3 separate regions of the Mus musculus genome follow, and regions 2 and 3 are each linked to region 1. Evidence: chromatin contacts called from public HiChIP or PLAC-seq data. All regions are on one chromosome and are shown on one strand. The core of a region is the stretch at or near the end of the contact, and the rest is flanking DNA. Distances in the headings are between cores, read along the strand shown.

The links. HiChIP or PLAC-seq counts read pairs in DNA pulled down with a chosen protein or histone mark.
Region 2: an H3K27ac HiChIP or PLAC-seq map of embryonic stem cells shows a contact between it and region 1, with 8 read pairs. The contact joins the enhancer-like site here to the promoter of Ccdc171 in region 1. A contact is called at or near these places in 2 of 39 promoter capture datasets (the C10 cell line and hippocampal neurons), 1 of 15 datasets of contacts at CTCF or cohesin (the NIH/3T3 cell line), 9 of 484 Hi-C or Micro-C datasets (the HPC-7 cell line, Sertoli cells, Th1 cells and 4 more), 12 of 115 datasets of contacts at active chromatin or transcription factors (bone marrow-derived macrophages, embryonic stem cells, heart atrium and 2 more) and 3 of 9 other capture datasets (adipose tissue, liver and pancreatic islet).
Region 3: an H3K27ac HiChIP or PLAC-seq map of embryonic stem cells shows a contact between it and region 1, with 5 times the contacts expected there. The contact joins the promoter of Frem1 here to the promoter of Ccdc171 in region 1. A contact is called at or near these places in 1 of 39 promoter capture datasets (cranial neural crest) and 1 of 115 datasets of contacts at active chromatin or transcription factors (embryonic stem cells).

The regions. Positions count from the first base shown.
Region 1 is chr4:83,523,920-83,527,945 of GRCm38.p6, reverse strand. Ccdc171 (coiled-coil domain containing 171) reads right to left here and starts at 2,401. Exons shown (of 26, transcript NM_001355378.1): 1 at 2,176-2,401. Gm25899 (a small nuclear RNA gene) reads left to right here and starts at 178; the gene lies at 178-318.
Region 2 is chr4:83,254,862-83,259,092 of GRCm38.p6, reverse strand. Ttc39b (tetratricopeptide repeat domain 39B) reads left to right here. Exons shown (of 20, transcript NM_027238.2): 7 at 2,981-3,048. Among named protein-coding and RNA genes, the nearest start is that of Gm42307, 27 kb to the left of the region's middle. Within about 2 kb of position 1,407, at least 26 of the 459 cell types and tissues checked have an H3K27ac peak or open chromatin away from gene starts, as enhancers often do. A contact at or near this core is called in embryonic stem cells and liver, where this site is marked.
Region 3 is chr4:83,049,980-83,054,194 of GRCm38.p6, reverse strand. It overlaps Frem1 (Fras1 related extracellular matrix protein 1), which reads left to right and starts at 2,029. Exons shown (of 37, transcript NM_001198811.2): 1 at 2,029-2,294.

The DNA.
Region 1 (4,026 bases), core at 1,152-3,651:
AAGAGAAGAGAAGAGAAGAGAAGAGAAGAAGCAGTTAGGGATAATACAAGTCCCTGAATAGGGAAATATCCAAGTTCTTTTCCCAGAACCATAAAAAAGACAGACAACTCAAGCAAGGTAAAAAATAAATAAATAAATAATTAAATAATTAAACCACACTTGAAGAAAACTTTCCTTAGCTTTGCGAATTGGCTGTATTGTAGTCCATGAGGTTTATCCGAGGCGCAATTATTGCTAATTGAAAACTTTTCCCAATACCCTGCCATGATGACTTGAAATAAAGTCGGCATTGGCAATTTTTGACAGTCTCTACTGAGACTGAATAAAAAGGAAAAAAAAGGAAAAAAAAAAACTTTCCTTAAAGAACAAATTTTACCCCACATTTTGCAAAAGCAAAGTGGGTGCATCACCCCAGCCTTTTCCGACTCATTGGCCATCTTAGCACGAGTTTTCCTACCCTTCAAGCCCTCTTCTGTCCCTTCGCCGCATGCTCACCTCTCAGTCACACAGCTCAGAGAGAAAGGGGCTGGATGAAGAGTCAGGGCCCAGTATGGAACACTTACTATGTGCCACACACGCAACTAACTACGCATGCTTGATCCCACCATCCATCCCTTAATCTCCAGAGACTATTTGCCCATTTCACAGACGGGAAAACTGGGTTTCCCAGAGATTGAATGATTTGTACCAAGATACTCACTACAAGAATTAAAAGTCATACTCACATCTTGATGACTTCTAATGATTCTGTACCAAGAAAACATGCTTATCTGGAACCGCCTATGCCTCTCTGGGCGCACAGCCTAGCTTCTCCTGCCCACCCCCACCCCACCCCCGCCCCTTTAAACTGATGAACACCAACTCACCAACAAGCATCAGGTTTCATCAACTATTTAAGTCAGCCCCTCGACCCTTTCCGCTCTTGTTTAAAGATGAAAGGAATGCAACCTGTGTCACAGCACTTCCACTACCTTCTCAGTTTGGGTGTCTAACCAAATGCTATTTTTTTTTTTCTTTACTCATCGAGAGGAAAGGGCTTGATTCCCTAACACTAAATCCACTTTTTTTTTTTTTTTTTTTTTGTCTATGCAGCTTTGCATTCATTAGTCGTGACACCTGTGTGGGACTATCAGCAGTTACACGGTTCATTTGGCAAGGGGGCACTTCAGAGCTGAGTGCAGCTCAAATAGCAGAACACTTTTGTGCCCATGATTCTTGTTCAGTCTCAACCACCTTTCATCCCATCTCTGAAAAAAGAAGAGAGGTGAAGGAGATGTGTGATTCTGTCCATAAAACACGCCTAAGACAAAGAAACTCAAACAAACAAAAAGTAAACGGAGCCTGAAAGACTAAGCCCACTCTGCTTATTTGACATAAAGAACCTAAGGTCCAGGCGACAGGTGATTTGCCTGTCACAGCTAATAAATGGCTGAGCCAGGATTTACACACAAGCTCCAAGCTAAAACAGCCGCCTTCACTTTCCCTAGAATCCCGCTGCACTGCCTGCATTCCTCTGCCTTTAACTGGAAAGGATTGCATTTCCGGCTCTATCACAGTTTGGTCGTTACTAAGCACTGATAAATACAAATAACAAAACGGTAGTTTCATTTCTCCAATACTAGGAAAAGTATAAAACATCAACGTGCAAAATCTTAGAAGCTGTTTGATATCGTCTCTAAGTTATGTATTTGATTAATATGAATATCGTAAATGATTAAAAAGTCAAAGGGGGGGGGGTGTGTGCTTGTACGCAAAATTCAGCTTTAAACTCACAGCTGACTTTTCTAAGTCCCAAGGTGGGTGGTAGGCAGAAGTTGCATAACTCATTGTTTTGCTTATCAAACGTTTGTAGGGTGCCTAAAGTGTGGTAGGCATTTAAATAAAATGAAGGTAAAACACGAAAAAAAAAAAAGTGATCCTTGGGTACTGATCCCAAAGAGCTCCGAGGACTCTAGTCCCCACCGGTCCTCGGAGTACAGCGAAGATGCTCGGCTTCCTCAAGGTGGGCGGAGAGCCCTGGCCATTGAGCTGGAGGCTGGAGGCTGGAGGCTGAGCTGGAGGCGTGTCAGCACCAGCTAGCAGCCCTCAGCCGGGTCCTCTCTGCAAGCCCAGTCTCCTCTCAGCACCTCCCGGTCCCGGGCGCCAGTCACCATTGCACCCACAGCCCGCAGTTACCTCGGACTCGCGTGGTCCAGCCTGCACACCCACGACCCCCAGGCAGCTTCAGGTCTCGGGGTGAGTGGGAGGTCAGGCAACTCTCAGGAGAAAGAGTGACAACTGGGGAAAGCCGATGGACTCTAGGGCCAGGATGGAGAAAGTCTACGAGGTGAAGTTTACAACGGCCACTTCCGGGGGCCCGGAACACGCGACGAGGCTCTGGGCAGCCGCGACTTTCTCCGCCTCCCTGGCCCCGCCCCGGCAGGCCCGCCCCTCGCCTCCGCGTCCCCAGCGTCCCGCCCGCCGCCCGAGCCCCAGCTCCAGGATACGCGCGTACTCAGAGAACGCGGGCTCGCGCTGGAAGAGAAGCGCCGGCCCGCAACCGCGCGCGCTCCCGCGGCAGGCGGGGTATATTGCGCATGCGCCAGGGGTGGGGTACGCGTGCGCAAAGCACACGGGTGGCTCGGGGCCGCGTTCCACCCCATGCGCGCTCCAGCGCCGGCATGCTGTGCCTTCTCCTTGTTTCAGAACTCCCGCAACCGAGTGGCGTGCACATTTCCAGCCTCGGAAAAGGGCAGCAGCCTGTTCCTGCTCTGTAAACGTCTTCTTAGCTGGCTCTCGGCCCGAGAAACCCGCTAGGACCGCGGCCGATGCCAGGGTCCCCAGGGAGAGTGCCTGGGCTTCGGCACAGGTGGCAGACTCTCAGCGCCCTCCTCCTGCAGTCTCCTCCTCCCATCGATTTCTTTTGTATTTTGGCTTGGGTGGATAGAATGTAGGTCGGTGCTCTGATGCTGCTGAGCGTCTTTGATTACAAATAATGCAGAACCGGATTCATTGGCAAATAAGGCCTTGGAGCCTCGCCTTGAGCTCCATCTCTGCTAGATTTCAGCCCCTCCCCCTCCTCGCCCACAATTTATAAAGAGCTTTGGTTCGCCCTGTAGCCGCTTCAGAGGATTGGAAAAGCAAATCCTCTTTTGTTCCTTGGCTTTTGAAAGCCTATTCCCTAAAGAACAATGCGAAATGGCAGGATTTTGATGAAAGGTTTTTATCCCTGCCGCCACTACCTTCTTTCCACAAGTGTTCATACAAAATGAGCCTTTTATGCTAAACTTGTCCGGGGTTGGTTGTAATCAGCCTGAACCAGGTGTTGGGGTTCTCGCCTGCTCTCGCTCTGGAAAGTTAACAGTCCTAAGAGCAAATAGATTAAAACTTTGGTTCTTGCACTGCTGAGAAACTTTAATTGGTTTGAGGTCAGTTGTTTGGTTTTTAAAAGGTTTTCCTTGCTTCTTAAGGCTTTAGCCAGAAGAGATAACTGCTTCGAAAACAAACTGAAGGAAACAAAAGTAGCCCTCTCTACTTAGGAATCAAATGGAGAATTACAATAAATAAGATTACATTCACCACCACCATGGGTTTCTCTGTGTGGCCTGACAGTCCTGGAAGATGAGAGTTTTTTTTTAAATTGTATACGGCTTAGTTTTGTTATTTGAAAGATTTTTGTTTGGAGGGAAGTGATTTTGTTGTTGTTTTGCTTTCTTGGTTTTGTCTGGGTGGGGTTTTTTAATTCCCTATGTAGCCCAATCAGGCCCCAAATTCTGGATCCCCTGCCATAGCCTCCGGAACACTGGGGTTACAAATCATGGGCCACACACACACATCAGCTCATCGTGTTTTAGGAACATCACAGAAGGGAGTGTTACATTGCAAACATAACTGATCTATTACATTGTACACTTTTTAAAGAAAAGCTGCTTGACATGAATCCTTACAAAGTTCATTTACTCTGTCTTTAGCATGCGTAGAGTACAGCACATGTGCCCAGCATGGAGCTAGGTAATAAAAATACCAGCTATAAAGTACAAATGCCAC
Region 2 (4,231 bases), core at 158-2,657, 270 kb after region 1:
ACAGAGAGAAAGGCCAAGGTGATCCAGCTGTCAGAGCAGCATGGGAACTGGTCTGCTTTTCCTAAACCACTGCTCTTCCGCTGTCCCCATGTTCTCCCGTGGAGGGCTGGGAAACACCTTACATGGCTGATGGATCACGTGTGGAAAGTCAGCGATGCTGTGCTCTGGTTTCCCCTTGTTGCCTTTAAACAGAGCAAGTTAGGAAATCTGGACTTTCCACTAAATATTGAAAAATTAACTGGCCCATGTCTGTAGCTTATTCTGAACTATAAATATCTTTAGATTAGTACAAAAAGGATGTTTAGCTAGCTTTTTGAGTGCACCATGAATTTTTTCATGGACTAAGGAATTTACAATTAAGGTGTATGTTGGTGAAGAAATTACTCAGTGTAAATCAGTCACAGTGAAGGAATAAAGCGAAATACATGAAGTTCCATCTTATTTCCAGTGTTTTTGCTTCTGAGGGCATCCTAAACAGACTTTTAAGTTTGAAGGGTGTTTTAGTTTGCTTTCAATTGGTGTGACAAACACCCTGACCAAAATCAAGATGGGGAGGATGCATTACAGTCCCTTATCAGGGGAAGCTGAGGCAGGAACTAAAACCACCCAGGACCACCTGCTGGGCCAATCATCCATCAAGAAAATGCTCCGCAGACTGGCCTATAGGCAGCCTGATGGAGGTTAGTTTCTCCCATTGAGTTTCTTCTCTCTAGATAACTAATTTATGATAGGTTGGCAAAAACCAAACCAGAACAACAGGGCACGGCAGCACACTGTCGCTTTAGTATAGGATTTGTTTTCCTGTTGGTAATTTTTGTTTGCATGGTCCAGTTTCTCTCTGTGTTCAGGAATGAGTATCTCCATGGCGGTTTTCATGGACCTGGTGTGGAACACTCTTGCTCCTCTCCTCCCATGACTGGTGGCTGGTGCTGAACAGCTCATTTCAGAGAGTGCGATGCTTAAGTGAGGTGCAGAGCTTGGAATGTGGGAAGAGAGTCGGTAGGGAGAATACTTACACGGGAATTACAGAGTCCAGACTCTCCCTGCTTTGTCTCATATCCTTTGTATTATTGGATACCAAAGTCTGTCTGTCTTTGGTTTAGTCGCCCTTCTGCTCAGGCCTTGATGAGGACCTGCTGTTTAGCCCACCGCCAACTGTAGCCTTCGGCACTGCCCCTGTGCCAGCCTGCTGCCTTCTCCTCCCCTCCCCTCAGGAACCTCATGCTATAGCCAGAGGCTCCCCATTGCCCCTTTGGGAGGGCGCCTGCACTTTCTTGCCTTCTATCTTCTGGTCCTCAACCAGTGCTGACCTTTCCCTTCCCCTCTCCTGCCCCAGGCCAGTCATCTGTTCTCAAGGTGGCATTGGCATTGATAACCCCAGGCGGTTGTCACTTTGTAGCAGTTACCCAGTGTAGCTGTCCAGCGGCCATGGGTGAACTGGGTTTACCTGAAAGCGGGGCTGGAAATGAAAGGACGGGTATGAGAGAAGGGCGAAGCCAAGTCAAAGGTTCAGAGCTTGGCTCAAAGTTTAATTCTGCAGCACCAAACCCATCTTTTGTTTCAGCTGGATTATGTTGCAAAGTAAGCTCAGCGGGCAGTCTATTCCTCTGAATTCCTGTAGGAAGTTGCAGGTGCAGCAAGGAGGACGACTCCACCTAGGTCAGAAAGCCCACTGTGGCACACACTCAAGATCTGTTTAGCCTGCTCAAAAGGCTGGGCGAGGGAAGGGCATAACCTAGGACTCGGCTAGTCAGGTGGTGAAAATCATCTGCTAGTTGGCATTCCTGTGAAGGTCCTGAAAACCCAGAGGCATACTCTGAGGGAAGGCGTCCTGGAGACTGGATCGTGACTGGTGGCAGTGCCAGGATGCACACAGACAACACCGTGTCCTGGTGGTGTCTTCTACCCCATCTCCCTGCCTGTTTCTGAGGAACTTAGCTGCATAGTACTTTTCACAAATTGAACATTTAAGTTGAGTCAGTATGAGAGAGCCCGTGGGCCATGTGTGTGTAAATGAAGGAAAACCTCTATTTTATCTAGTTTGGCCAGCAGTGTTCCCAGTGACGCAGATTGCCTCCTGTTGCGTCAGCACTTGAATTAAAAAGGCCCTGTGCCGCCTTCTGAACCTTAACCAAGAAGCACAGACTCGGGCCAAAAACAATAATGGTCAGAGTTGCCAGCATTCATCAAGGCTGATTGTGTGCGCGCGCGCGTGTCTGATAAGCGCTACAGGCAATACTCATTTAATCCATGGTTGCAAAGTAGAAGCATTATTACTGGACCATATAAATGAGGAGACCAGCAGAGAGGAAAGGCAGGCCTGAGCAGTACCCTGTACTAGCATGAAGCAGAATCTTCCCTCCAAGCTCAAATAACACACCAATTTCCACAGACAGCAGAGGCCCCGTGGTGTCCTCTACTCCATGGAGATAGGAATCTGATGGTTTTGTTCATGTAGAAACATAAAATTCTCTCTCTCTCTGATCTCTGCAAATACAGCAGACTGTCCAGGACACCAGGACATGTTGGGTGGTGCATATGTCGCTGGGCTGGCCTGGCTCTGGTAATTCCTTTTTGTGAGCACACATGGGTTCAGGGGTGATTCATGCCTATAGTACCAAGAGGCTGAGGCAGGAGGATTGCCGTGAGTTGAAGGACAGTCTGGACTACAACTAGTACTGCTTGGGCTCCAAGTGAGACCCTGTTCAGACAAACAGTCGGTTTCCTCCTCTTCTCGAGCCTCTCTCTGCTGGTAATGTTAGCTGGAGGTGAAGATGACCTTAACCATTCACACGATCCAGGCTTATCCAGGAACAGGCCATCCTGTTTCTCTGGAAGCATGGATGCCATCTCGGCTTTTGCGTCTTTCTTGGGCTTATCTATCTTCCACGATTTTCAGAATGTTTTAAAACAATACTGTTTCTTAATATCAATGTATTTGTTTTTAATAGAGTAATATCAATGTATTTGTTTTTAATAGAGGAGATGCATGCTGAGATCTGTTACGCCGAGTGTCTCCTACAGAAAGCAGCACTCACATTTGTGCAGGTAATAACCGTCTGGCTGAATACTGGGGTTGGGCAGGAAGCCTGCCAGCGCTGTACAGAGCACGGTAAATGTTGCTCAGCCTGTGTTAGCACTGAAGCTTAGAGTGGTAATAAAAGATATTTGTTTCCGTCCCCTCCCCCCCCTGCCCCCTCCTTCCCCTTTCTTACGTTGGTTTCCAGACAGGGTCTCACTGTGTAGCCCTGGCTGGGCTAGAACTTGTGAAGATCACTTGTCCCTGCCTCCCAAGTGCTGGCCACTACCTGGAAAGAACAGTTTTTAGAAGTTAAGGAGTCATTATGAGGCCCTACATTTCACGCTTTACGTACACGTGTGTGCCCCAATGCTGTTAGAAGCATGGGTTTTACATTATGACCCGATGATGACTATGTCCCGATGAGGGCGGGAGTAGAGATGATAAGCCAGCAGAAAACAGTCTCAGAGTCTTGATTTTGAAAGTTACTTCTCCAGGTTTGTTTGTTTGTTTGTTTGTTTAGGTGGTAATAGTGGTGGTATTTTTCCCATGTTAGCTTAGATTCGGTTCCGTAAAACTGAGTCAGGGTAGTGTCCTGTTCCCCGAAGCCCTGTACATTAATTACCCAGGCGGGTTGACGGCATTCTCGCCATGTCAGTAACGTCACATTGAATCACGGAGGCACCTACTCTTCTCCCTATGTGTTTTCCAAGTGGGGTTTTGACCGGTTTTTTAGGTTTAAACTTTGTTTTGTAACTGAGGAGTTGAACTCCAACCTCTTAGAAGTGTCCACTCCTCCTCCTCCCTCATGTCTGCTTGTGGTTACTTCCGTGTATCTGTGCTTTGGCTGGGTTAGGATCTGCAGCTCCACCCCTTTCTCGGTGCTCCCACCACCTTTGCTCCTGCAGAGGTACTCATAAGCTCCGCCCCTTCCCCGTGCTCCCACCACGAATCCCGGCTCCTGTAGTGGTGCTCATCAGCTGCTGAAGGGTTGGTTGTACAGCGGCTGAGTGACTGTCCCTGGTTTCTTGTTACTTTTCGTTTATCTCGCATTCTGTGATTGATTCTCACTCAGAAAGGAGCCTCTGTCTTGTTATGTTGGTGTTCTGCTTCTGCATTCCGTGGCTTTCTTGGACTCTGTCAGGGTTCTGTATCAGAGTATCACAGATTGGGAAAGTGTTTCCAGGGTTGTCCTCAGGTGCTACTGATCCT
Region 3 (4,215 bases), core at 780-3,279, 470 kb after region 1:
AAGTCCTGTTTGGCCCCAGTGTTAGGAAAAGCACACACATACAAGCACATACAGGATAGCTACCCCTCCCCCCGCCCCCAAGTGGGTTCTGCATCTCAACCATTAGCATCTAAACCGGTCTTCATTTCTTCTGGTGGTGAGCTCTTCACAACCTGGAAACTTTCCAAGAGTAACCTGCCATGCTCCTTCTCCATCACCACGGTGGCCTGCCTTCCTGCCCTTTCCGTGAGCATACGTGTGCTACCTTGTTTCTGTGCTTGCATTTTTTCATGTTTATTATCTTGCATTTGTTTTTGTATTTATGTTTATTACAGTGTATTTGTCGTGGTATTTTGCATTGTTTTGTATTTGTTCATGTTTATTACCATGTTTTTGTATTGTATTTGTGTTTATTACCTTGTATTTGTATTTTTTTTTTGTATTGTGTTTAGGTATATTGCTTTGATTTTGTTTTTGTCTTGTTTTTGTTTACTACTTTGTATTTGTATTTCATATTAGATTTGTTTATATTTATTACCTTGTATTTGCTTTTGCATTGTACTTGTGTCTGTTCATAGCGCTAACCTTATGGCTTTCTTCTTCTTTTTTTTTTTTTCTGAGACAGGGTTTCTCTGTGTAGCCCTGGCTGTCCTGGTACTCACTGTAGACCAGGCTGGCCTCAAACTCAGAAATTCGCCTGCCTCTGCCTCCCGAGTGCTGGGATTAAAGGCCTGTGCCTGGCTAGCGCTCATTATAAGGAGCCTGCTTACTCCTCAAGTTCTCCCCACCCACACTCACCGCACTGCAGTGGAAGCAAAGGCGTCTTGAAGGATCTCAGCGACTTCCTGCCAAGTGTGCGCTGCACCTGCGTTAAGGAAGTCTCTACAAAGCATGGTTTACAAAGCAAAAGAATTGCTAAATTTTAAAATTCTTTTCCTCTTTATTGGCCTTCCCTATCCCTCCCTTGCCCTTCTGCTCTGTAATTTCCTCCTTCTTTTCTACCCTGCTTCCCAACTTGGGAAGACTGGTAGTGTTGTCAGAACATCCATGTGGAATTGGACCGATCTATTCTGTCATAATAAACAGCGCGGTTCATGATTGCCTTGTGGATCATATATCTCATGTGCCTCGTGTCCGTTCTTTCCCATACCCTCTCTTGTCTCCCTACCCCCATCCTCAAACCACCCCTTGTGTTGAGTCTTTTGGGTTTGCATTCCCCTGCGCTTTGGGCTAAGTTTTCAACAAGTCTCCTCATGCTGTTTCCCCTAGCGAGGTCCTGCTCCAACTTCTCAAGGATGGCTGCTTGAGACTGCTTTTCCTTCTGGTAGAAATAAAATAGAGGGAAGCAGTATCTTATACAGTTGTTAAGCAACTAGCCAAAAGAATCATTATCAAGAGGGTATCTCTTGATGCAGACCTGAACTGACAGACAGATGAAATACTTCATAAATGAAGAGCTAAGTGGTTTCTATTACAAGTTAGACTCGTAGAGTCTAGATTCATTCTTGCGTCTTTTCCTTTAAAGAGTATGAGAAAAGTTCAAGAGGGCCAGCCCCCTCCCCCACCCCTTCTCAAAGCTGAGTGTGACCTCTGAATGTGAATATGGACCTTTTGGAGCTGGGGCCGCTTCCATGAAAAAAGGGCGCAAGGAAAGGTGTGTTTGCAGAGTCGGTGTGTGTACGTGTTCGTGCAGCAAGAGGCTTTGTGCACGGGTGTCAGAGTGAATCCCTGCCTCTGTGTGTGTGTGTGTGTGTGTGTGTGTGTGTGTGTGTGTGTGTGTGTGTGTGCTGCTGTCGGGAGAGACTGCCTCAGCTCAGCCAGTGTTAATACTGAGGAAGGAAGCTGGGAAGAAAGCACCCGACCTATTAACAAAGGCTCAGTTTTGTCCCCGCTGACCAACCAGCAGAAGGGATGGGAGCTGAGGCTCCCCGCCAGGGAGGTCGGGCTCCCTGCAAACAGTTGCAGGCATCCTTGCCACGCCTTCCTTAACACGCCCTTCTCTGGGGGAGTCCAGAAACTTGGCACTGGGGAAGTTAAGTTTTCAGCGCCACAGCGGCATTGGAGGAGACCTGCAAACAGTGTGTTTGGGAACTCCAATTCTCTACCTATTTGTTTGTGCGGGTTAAAGGATTTTTAGCACAAACAAAGCCTAAACTCAGCTGACTAGAACGACTGGAATTTCAGCTCTCCTCCTTGGATGGGATGTTTTAGCTTCCTCTTCCTCTGACAACTCTTTAAGGCTGTTACCAGGTTAGCATCCAGCCCTCTACTTCCAAGGGTGGCCAGCCCTTGGCTCGGAAAGAAAACCAGGAACTGTAAGTACCTGCTTCCCGCGGTTGTTGGCTCTCAGCTGTGAAGGCTCTGTTAGCAAAGTGTCCCAGAGGTGGGCAGCTGTGAGCGGCAGTGAGAGAAGGCTGCCTGGCAGCTTGCAAAACTTTAAATCTGTTAACTCAGAAGGCCGGCGCTTGCATGTTACCAAACCAAATACCAGGGATGGAATTGGCCTCCCTGCCTCCACATAACTTCTGATTCCACCCGCAGGGGCACTCATCAAGGGAATAACCGCTTTACATTTCTGTGAAAATTTCCCTGAAGTTAGAATATTTATTTTCTCTTAGCTAAAGGAAATGGCAAAAAGAGAAGAGGTAAAATTAACAGGACAGATAATATCCCGAGGGTCTAAAGATCTAGAGCATGGGTGGTCTCTGGGAACCTTTGCAGGGCCTAATTACATTCGCTGTTTTAAAGTGTGAGCCTTGGTTTGTAGCGAGGAAAGGCAAAGAGTCATTGTTCTGAGGTTCGCTTGGTGTTTAGGCTGAGCTGTGGTCCAGAGGCTTCAGTGTTGCAGTAAGTAAATAATTGGGGGGCAGTTTCCTTTCGGGTCACAGAAATCGCTCTCAAGCCATTTAGCTTTAGTTTCTGGGTTCTGTTTTGTTTTGTTTACTCTAGCATTCGGTGCTGATGAATGATGGACGTTACACAGCTTAGAGCATCTCCAGGGCTAGTTAGTGTTTGTGGGTGGGAGGGAATGTTGCTGGAGAGATTAACCTTTTCAGGGCTGCTTTGCAGACCCAAGGGGAGACCCAGCTGCTCCTCAAGCTTCGGCTCTGCAAGATCACGACCTTCCTGGATCTTCCAAAGCTTGAGAAGTTTCCTGTTAGCATCTCCGTGTGCCTGTCCACGGGATAAAAGGACTTACTCTTCATTCTGGATCCTCAAAACTTAATGAAGATAGGATCTAGGCTAGTTGGGTCATTCGTCTGCAGGAGGATCACAAGTTCAAGGCTAGCTTGGGGAACATAGATAGCAACACTTTCTTAGGAGGAGAGAGAGAGAGAGAGAGAGAGAGAGAGAGAGAGAGAGAGAGAGAGAGAGAGAGGCTGACTTCTTTGAAACTTGGTGAGAAGACAGATTTTTAACTGCTACCATCAAAGGTTTTTAGACTCAATATGGGGCCAGGAATCTCCTCTGGTCAGGTCAATCTGATATAGGTGACACAGCACTTGAGTCAGCATTCTGCATACTGTTCCCGGCAGTTAAGTTCTTGTCAGGCACTTGGTTAATATCAGACTTCATGTCCAAGTACTAAGCCTGAGCTTAAGCTGATGCTGAACAGGCCTTGGGTGCAACCTAAACTTGCGTTCTTGCCTGTCAAGCCCGGGCTTTCTAACCAGATTTCTCACCTCCTTTCCCCTTGGTCTACCTCTCCGTTGCCATGAGTGAAGTGATTTGTGTGTGGGTCATGGGATACCACATTCTTAGGTGTTGGGCTGTACAGCCTGCCTGCAGCCTCACAGCTAAGCTAGGGTGGTCTTGGAAACTTTCCTTCTGGGGGTGCTATTCACCCCCTGGGGATGCTGTGATACTGTGAGGCTGTGACGCAAGCTGGGCTGAAGGAAGCTGGGTTTCTTGGAAGAGTGCTGGAGCCTATTCCTAGAAACTGAGTTTGTCTTAGGCCAACTCTCAGTGACTGAACATGAAGTGGCATGCTGCAGCCTTCATGTGACAACATATGAAAGCCAGCATAGCCTCCAACCCTATCCCTGCATTTTATGGCATTTATTAATGTTTATGGTAGAAAGTAAGCAGGGTGTGCTTACCAAGGCCCCTTTCCTGTTCGCTCCTCATGCCAGGCATAGCGCCTGCTCTGAAGCATTCCAAAATGAACAACATAAATGGCATGGTCATTGTCCTTGTCCACACAACGTTTCCAGTCTGAGCCTTAGACTAGCCACC